Linked DNA regions of Gossypium hirsutum: region 1 is linked to region 2. Evidence: chromatin contacts called from public Hi-C data. All regions are on one chromosome and are shown on one strand. The core of a region is the stretch at or near the end of the contact, and the rest is flanking DNA. Distances in the headings are between cores, read along the strand shown.

What was found. A called contact is a pair of places that touch in the nucleus more often than the background predicts.
Region 1: a contact with region 2 is called in a Hi-C map of leaf, with 4 times the contacts expected there. The contact joins the promoter of LOC107951879 here to the promoter of LOC107951878 in region 2. A contact is called at or near these places in 5 of 34 Hi-C or Micro-C datasets (callus, leaf, petal and 1 more).

Annotation. Positions count from the first base shown.
Region 1 is chrA02:94,153,163-94,157,313 of Gossypium_hirsutum_v2.1, forward strand. LOC107951879 (growth-regulating factor 4) reads right to left here and starts at 2,290. Exons shown (of 4, transcript XM_016887048.2): 1 at 1,647-2,290; 2 at 195-552. The coding sequence starts at 1,887.
Region 2 is chrA02:93,775,327-93,779,488 of Gossypium_hirsutum_v2.1, forward strand. It overlaps LOC107951878 (origin of replication complex subunit 3), which reads right to left and starts at 1,357. Exons shown (of 18, transcript XM_016887047.2): 1 at 1,188-1,357; 2 at 737-937; 3 at 489-663; 4 at 159-328; 5 at 1-61. The coding sequence starts at 1,259.

The sequences.
Region 1 (4,151 bases), core at 1,040-3,539, 380 kb after region 2:
TCCAAACAAAATTATTGGTGCAAAATTGCCAACCCTTCTCAGTGTAGGCATTACCCTAAACAAAAGACACCAAAATTTAATGTCGTAAACGGAAAAGAAATATTATGAAGGAATCAAGTTCTGGTTTTAGTTCTTTTCTATAACATGCAAAGAATGAAATTATGCGAAACTAAAACGCATGAAATGAGGATTACCTATGATCTTTGCTTGGGATTCCATAGGGGATTGACTCAATATGATAATGGGACTGATTAGGTCCAGAAGCAGTAACTTGTTGAGTACCACTGAAGGCATGTAACGGAAGGCACTGGAAGCTTCCAGTCCCACCACTGTTTCCAGAAACAGTCAATGATGTCACAGTAGATGATGACTGTGCCATAGTTTGCGATTCCACAGGCTTTCTTGAACGGTTACGGCCACGATGCATATGCCGCTCACAGTACTTGGAGTCAGGGTATGCATCTTTGGAGCAACGCCATTTCTTGCCGTCGGTCCTCCGGCATCTTCCTGGCTCCGGATCCACCTTCTTCCCATAGAAGGAACAATACCCCACTGCAAATTTACACTCAAAAACTCTGATTCATTACTAGCTAGGTTTTCTTCAACAAAAAGGAACAAGATTGACAAAACAAGAATAAAGTAAGTTACAAGTAAAACAAGAAAACGGAACATCAGCAACAATGACAACATAATAAATTATAACAATGATGTTAGAAAACTCTAAAATTACAAGCATCAAAATATGAATAAAGAATTGTCAAAAAGTGATATAATAATTGATGATTAAGACATCAGCAATATCACATGGATGAATAAAGAAATACAGAAGAAAAGGATTTGGCATCACCTTAGAAGAATCTTTTGAGATAAACTACTATAAAAGTAAAAGAAATTTAAAGACAATCCATGACGAAAGGTAATATCACCAGAAGAAACCAACTTAACACACACAAACAACAAAGAAAGGAAAGCAACTGAAACATAGAACCAAGTGTTTTTCTTTTCTTTTTTTTTCTTTTTTTTTTTTTTTTGCTTTTCAAACTTGTATGTAAGAAAATTGAGGAAAAAAGCGAAAACGACTAATCTTGGTCCTAGAAATGTGATTTTAATAAGCAAGTAAAGAGATTATCCCCAAAACCCAACAGCTCTTCAAAGTCAATTAATTTAAGGAATGTTTCCCAACCTATCCCACTGGAAGTAAAAAGCATCATCGAAAAATCAAATATCCACTCAACCATATCAAAATCTTTTATCTTAAAACCCATTAAAAAGGGGGAAACCATCTCTTGCAAATGAGCAATCTTTTTACTTATTTATTTTTTAGTCATAAAAAAAAGTATGAAGCAATTTCAACCCCAATTTTATTTAAAATCTGGTTATGGTTCAAATCAAAAAAAAAAAATTGATTATGGTTTTCAAAATAAAGAGATCAATATAGAAAAAAGAGATCTCTTTTTTTTTTTTACAAGAAAACACCTGCATACTGAACAAGATTCCTCAAATCAAAACAAACACACCCAGAGGACAAAAAAAAAACTCAAAACATCAAAGGTTTAGAAAAGAATAATAAAAGAAAAGGGGAGATAAAAGAGAAGGGGAGATTAAAAATAAAAATAAAAGATGAAAGAAAATCATATTGGGCTTACTGGTGGGGTGGTGAAAGAACCTATGAGAAATGGACTCAAAGCTCTTCTGAATAGGGAGCACAAGATCAGGTGGCACAGGCAAACCTGCCATCATATACTTAAAGATCAAAGCTTGATGTTCCAGTTCTTGCCATTGTGACACTGTAAATGGTGATGACCTTATTGCCATCATCCCCCCACCACCATTCCCAGCCCCTCCTCCCCCAACGCCACCACCGCCACCTCCACCGCCACTATTCATCTCCAACGCTACCCAAGAAACTTGTATTTATAAATATATCAATAGCAAGAGAAAAAAAGAACTCGCTATGCTCACTTTTTCCTTCTTTATTCCTAGAAGTTAACCTACTTTTTGTAACTTCAAAAGCCTTTTAAACCCACAAACTGTAACATGTTTTTAGGACTAATAAGAAGAAAAACTTGGGGACATAGATCAAAAAGAACCTCTATCTTCCAACATATTTCTTGTTCCTTCTATTACTATGTCACAAAGTCTCTATCTAACATATATATCTGATTTGCTTCGCTTTGTTATGTGTTAAGGAGAAAAGGGAAGGGAGTGCCTGGGCAGGAATCCCCAAAGCCCAAGTTTAGTCCCATCTTTTTTTTCTTTTCTTTTTTTTTTTTTTTGAATATAAGTTTAGTCCCATCTTTAATGGGGAAGACAAAAGCCCTTTTTCTCGTAACAATAATGTTAGGGTTAATTATGGCTTAATTGAGTCAATGGTTAGACTAATAAATACTTGAATTTAATTAGCTAAGTGTGGATTAATTAGTTTAATTTGATTGGATAAATTAATGGTAATAAAGGGGAAGAGTTCCTAAAATAGGACAAGGGGTGTCTGAACCAGAGATGTTGTTTGTTGTTTGTTGTTGTTGGGAAGAGGTTGTGTTGTCTTGAGATGAAGTGATGTGTGAGACAGCTTTCGGTAACCAGTCAAATGTGGATAAAGAGAAAGAACCCATTGACATTGCAAAATTATTATTTGATAAATTATCTTTCAATTAACTGTCACATTTTTTTAGATCATTTTTTAAATATCTAAGAAAACTATTATTTAGTAACAAAAAATATATAATTTAAGATATATTTGATTTTTTTAAGTTTTACTTGTAAAATTAAAAATATATGTAAAGATAAAATAAAAATAAGTGTTAACTTATTTACGTGCATATGAAATCTAAAAAAGAAAAAATTACACGCTATATAAAAATTAGTTTTTTTATTTATACATGTATATATATATTTCTTTTACTGTTCAGGAATAGGTTTCTTTTTTCTTTTTTCTTTATAATTCTGTAAAAACCTTAATAAAACACGGAGATCTTTCTAGCGTCCGGACGTGGGTTTTTTAATAGGATAGGACCCACTATAGTTTTAAATTGACTGTCATGGTTGAGGTAGATGAAGGAATTTTATGTGTAAAAAGTAAACTGGTGTTAATATTTTTTTAAGGTTGTGGTCATCATTCAACTTCAAAAATTAATAAAATTATTAATGAATTATTTGATAGTTTTTATTTAAATTATTATATTATTAAAATTGATATCGTACTGTCTTTTCTATTCAAATGGTTTACGCTAATTAAAAACTTTCATTTCTCTTTTTTTTTATAGTTCATTCTTTTATGAAACAATTCAATGTCGTAATTCTACAAACTAAGATTCATAAAGTTTTCTTCTTTGATTTTTAAAATTGACCATCAAATTAACTTGAATTTAAAATTTGTTTTTCTACTTATCAGTGAATACTGATCCACCCTACCAATCATCGAATTGTCAATTGGAGCTCACTAGCCAAACTTATTAATAGTTTAGTGACTTAAATAAAAAAAATTAACAACCTAGAGATTTAAATAAAAACTTTCGAATAATTCAGTAACTTAAATAAAAACTTTTAAATATCCAATGATCTTTTTGTAACTTGCTGAAGTTAAGTGACCAAAATATAAACTTATTAATAGTTTACTGACATTGGATGTAGTTTACCTTAATTTTAATTGGCATAATGAGTTTTTTAGCCCTACAACTTTACAAAAAAGTTATTTAAGCCCTCCATGTAAATTTTTGTCTCTTTTAACCCTTGAGTTTGTATTTTTTGTCAAATCACTCCAAAATTGATGGAAAAGTTAATGTTTGTTTCCTTTGCTGACATGGTATATACATGGATTGCCACCTAGATGACACGTCAAAATTTAATTTACTTTTTAAGTTTTTTAAAATATGTTTTTTATAATTTTAATTTTTTTAATTTTTAAAAAGTTTTTATAATTTTTATAATTTTAAATTTTTAAAAATTAAGTAAATATTGACATGTCATCCACATATGCAACGTCAAAAAAGTTTAAAAAAAAGTTAAATTTTCTATTCATTTTTAGGTGATTTGACAAATAAAAATAAATTTAAAGGCTAAAAAGATGAAAAATTAAGTAGGGAGCTAAAAAAAATTTTTTTATATATATAAAATGGAAGGGTGAAACCATTTTAATCTAACCTTTTAATTTT
Region 2 (4,162 bases), core at 107-2,606:
CCACTGGATTATTGCAGTTTTCTTCTCTGTACCATGATGCTAAGATTGATATGTCAGCTGGCTGCTCAAACAAAAAGGGAAATAAGGAACAAGCTCAAGTTACAAACTGCAAGTAAATTATCGTTCAACAGTCAAAGAGAGCTGTTACCAGTACTTACATCCAAAGAAGACATTAAAAACTGTCTTAATAAACTTCTTAGGCAACCACCAACCCCATTTTTGGCAGTAAAGTCAAGTGAGGAAAGGTTAGCAACATGGCATCCTTGATATTTCAAGTGTTTTCCAAGTTCTTCAAAAGTCAGTAGATCATCAACAAACTCCATATTCTCTGTCAACCATTATATACCATAAAGAATAGCTTTTGTAAACGATATATTTATAGCATGCATCATGCACCCAACGAGATAGACCAAAGAATTTTAGTTAAACAAGGTAAGGGCAACAACTCCAACCAAACATTAAACTAAAGTAAGAAGCATAAAACTTACTAGTAAGAACAAGCCCAGTAAATAGCCTTTTAGAATTAGCATCGGTTATAATAGGGAATGATTGAGTAGCTTCAGGAAACTCGGGAGTCCCAAGTGATCTGATTGTGTCAAAAGATTGATGCACCCAAGTTTGTATTTCGCTAAACACGTTCGTATTAATAACTCTCAAAACATCCTGCAAAGCTATACAATTTTTAAAAGGGAAAAGTAAAAGCGTAAGGAATAAATAAACTAGGACTTTTACCTACTTTAATGGTTGATTCAATTTTTGACCAAACAAATTCAAAGGCTTCCATTCTCAAGTTCATGTTTTCATCTTCCTTTTCGTCTTCGATATTCGCAGAATTCTTTGGTGATGCTGAAGACAAATCGAATCTCCTTGTTCTTCCAGTTCCTGATGATTTTCTATCTGATTTCCGAGACGGTCCTTTTTGAAGAACAAAAAACGGCTGCCATGTTTTTTTGGGGAAAAATAATTAATAAAAATCTATTCAAAACCTCAACATATTCAAAGTTAACTAAATAAGTACTTTTAACCATGAAATATATGCCATGCATTTTTTTAAAATAAATTTACAACGAAGACTTTTTTCTGAGAACCAAGCAGAAAAACGTATAAAGTGTGATTTATTATTTTTTTTTGGGAAATGAAACAAAAACATTTTTTTATGAAAAAAAAACAATCACAGGGAAAGGAACCTGGAGATTATTTTCGGTGAAGGCTTCGTCAATGGTTGAAGGAGGCGAATCGTCATTTAACGAAGGAGCCATTGATTTTGATTTTGATCGTTTTGATAGATTTTAGAGGAATTTTTATGCCATTTTTAGGGTTTATGGGTATGTTTTGTGAGCCAGTTTCTACATTCCAGTTTTCAATCCAGGGGTTCTTTCCTTTCAGTTTTGGCGGGAAATGCCTCAGGGGTATAAATGTCAAACAAAAATATTTCTCTTGATTTTGAGTGGGCTGAGCCATATTTCTAGATCTTAGTCAGGCTCTTCAATATCCAAATTCAAACGGGCCATCCACTTCTTTTTGTATTATCATTTTCATTCTTGCAAGGCCCACATAAAACAAATTAAATTATGAATTTGTAAAAAGAATTATTTTATAAAAAATTACAAATATATCTATAAAAAATTAAAATATTAACTAAATGTGTGTTTGATAAAAATTAAGTGCTGAAAAATTAAGTACTGAATTTTTATTGCTAAATTTTATAAGTGTTGAATTTATATTAGAAAATTGTTTGATAAATTACTAAATATAATTATTGAATATAATTAAGTTGTTTGGTAAAAGGAAGGATTGATTTTAAAAGATTATTCATTTTTTAAAATTTAATCTTATTAATATAATATAATATATTATATTATATTATTTTGGAGAGTTTTGGATAAAAGCTACATATGGTAATTTGAATATCTTTTTTTTAAAAAAAAGATAATTTATTTTAATTTTTTAATAAAATAAAATCAACTTAATATTTTCTCCATTAAGTGATAAGTAGCTACCTACCTACCTACTTATCTTATTCCACACTTTTTTATTGAAAATTTTATATTAAGCAAAAAATTAAAATAATTATCAAACACATTTAAAATATTAAATGTTGAAAATTTTCATTTTTAGTAAAACTTAACTTCCATCCATCCTAATATCCTCAAGACTCGTTTGGCATCAAAGCCAAGGAGGAACAGATAACTATAAGTTTTGGAAATCTTCAAATTTGTTTTCAATACCTTCGAGTTCTAATTTAACTATCTTTGTTAAAATATTATTATTTTTGTTGAGTATTGATACACAATCCAGAAAGCCATGAGTTAGGCATGTTTAGGAAAAAGTATCCTTGTAGGCAATTTTAGTAATTTAGAAATTTTGATAGTAGAACCCTTATAAGAAATTCGAAAACAAAAAGATATTTCCTTCCCTTAGGAGAACCAATTCTTCTACAAGTTTTACTGTAACACCCCAAAATTGAGCCTAGTAGTTTTAGGGGTATATTCAAATATTAGTTTTAGTGTGCTCGAGAATTTTATAAGCATGGTAGTTGGAAATATTTTTTACTATAGTTTTTAAAAAATTAAATCAATTTTTGAAAAAGATGTTCAAAGGACCTTTAATTTGAAAAGTGGACTGATTTGTAAAAAGGTCTAAATTTTGAACTTTTAAGAGGCAAATAAATCAAAATTTAAAATCAGCCCATATTTCCCACTTTTCACCTTAGTTTTGACGTGAATAAAAGAAAAGAAAAGAAACATTCTCTTCCTTTTTGTTGTGCCATCCCTTTGAGACCCCCAACCTCAATCGCCTATTTTGATCTTCCAAACTGTAATCCTTTAATTTCTATCATCACCCAAGCCATAAACCTCCATAGAATTCCAAGAAAAACACTCAAATCACCATAGATTTCTCCATTGTTAAGTTTTTGGGTTTCTTCGGGTTTTTTATCAAATGCTTGGTTTTCGTAAACTAAGGTAACGATTCAACTCTTAAATAGTTTTAAATGTTATTTAGTCTTTAAAACTAAGTTTTTAGTCATTAAATCGCATGTTTTGAATAAAAGTTGAAAATTGGATCATTAATGGTGGATTTCAAGATTTTGTGTAAAAACGTGGTTTCAAAGTGTTTTTCAATTATTTTTTATGTAATTAGAAGGTTTCTAAATTTACTTTAAATTTTCGTTAAAGAATTCTTGAGTTATAATTAATTTTCGTTAAAATTACCATGAACATGTCAAAAATTTTGATACCATGAATTGAGTAGTTGTGTAGTTTAAAGGTTGAGAATTTGTCATGGGTGAATAATCAGATGAACAGAATCAGTTTTAGACGAAAATATTAAATATAGACCGAAATATTTGGAATTTAAGTTTGCTATGTCGAAGGTTTCAGTTACTTGAGAACTTAGCTTAGGCTTATGTTTTTTATTGCTTAAGTTGAGTCCTTAGTTGATTGTTGAATGTGTTGTTGTATGATTTATTATGTTGAAGCTTCAGATTCGTTAAGACCATCTACTAGTTAAGGAAAGACTAGTTTGAGCTTTCAGCATTTCGACGAAAGTGTAATTGGTGAGTGTTTGGAATAAATGCTTGTGGACACGATTCAATACATTAATTAGGAATTTAGAAGTAGCCTAAATCCCTATTCTAAATCTCAAGTGTAAGCTTTTCATACTCATGAATTTATATGTGAAAATGTGTTGTGAATTTGTGATTATAATGTGACATTTGTGATGTGTAATAAGCTTATGATGGATATTCTGAAAGCGTTGGTTGTGAGCATGTTTTATGTGTCATATGACAATGAATATGTTGTGCTTATAATGTGATTATGTAGAGATAAAGTGCAGTGAATGATAAGTAAATGTGTGTGTTAATAACGGATATTTTGGCCTTGTAAACCTTGAGACTGTTAGATATAGTTGGCATGCCATAGAATTGTGAGTACTCACCTATATGTGTTATGTGATTTGGGTGTTGAGGCCCTGGGACATGTTGGAGAGATAAAGGAATGTGAGCTAAGCTCCATTCAACGGGACATGTTTGGTGTGATGGTGAATGTTAGCTATAAGCTTCACTTTTGGGATATGTTTGACTTTATAAGTCATTTAGTGTGTTGGAGATCCGTGTATCTAATGAGTGGTGGTAGAGTCAAATTTTAAATTTTATAGCTCA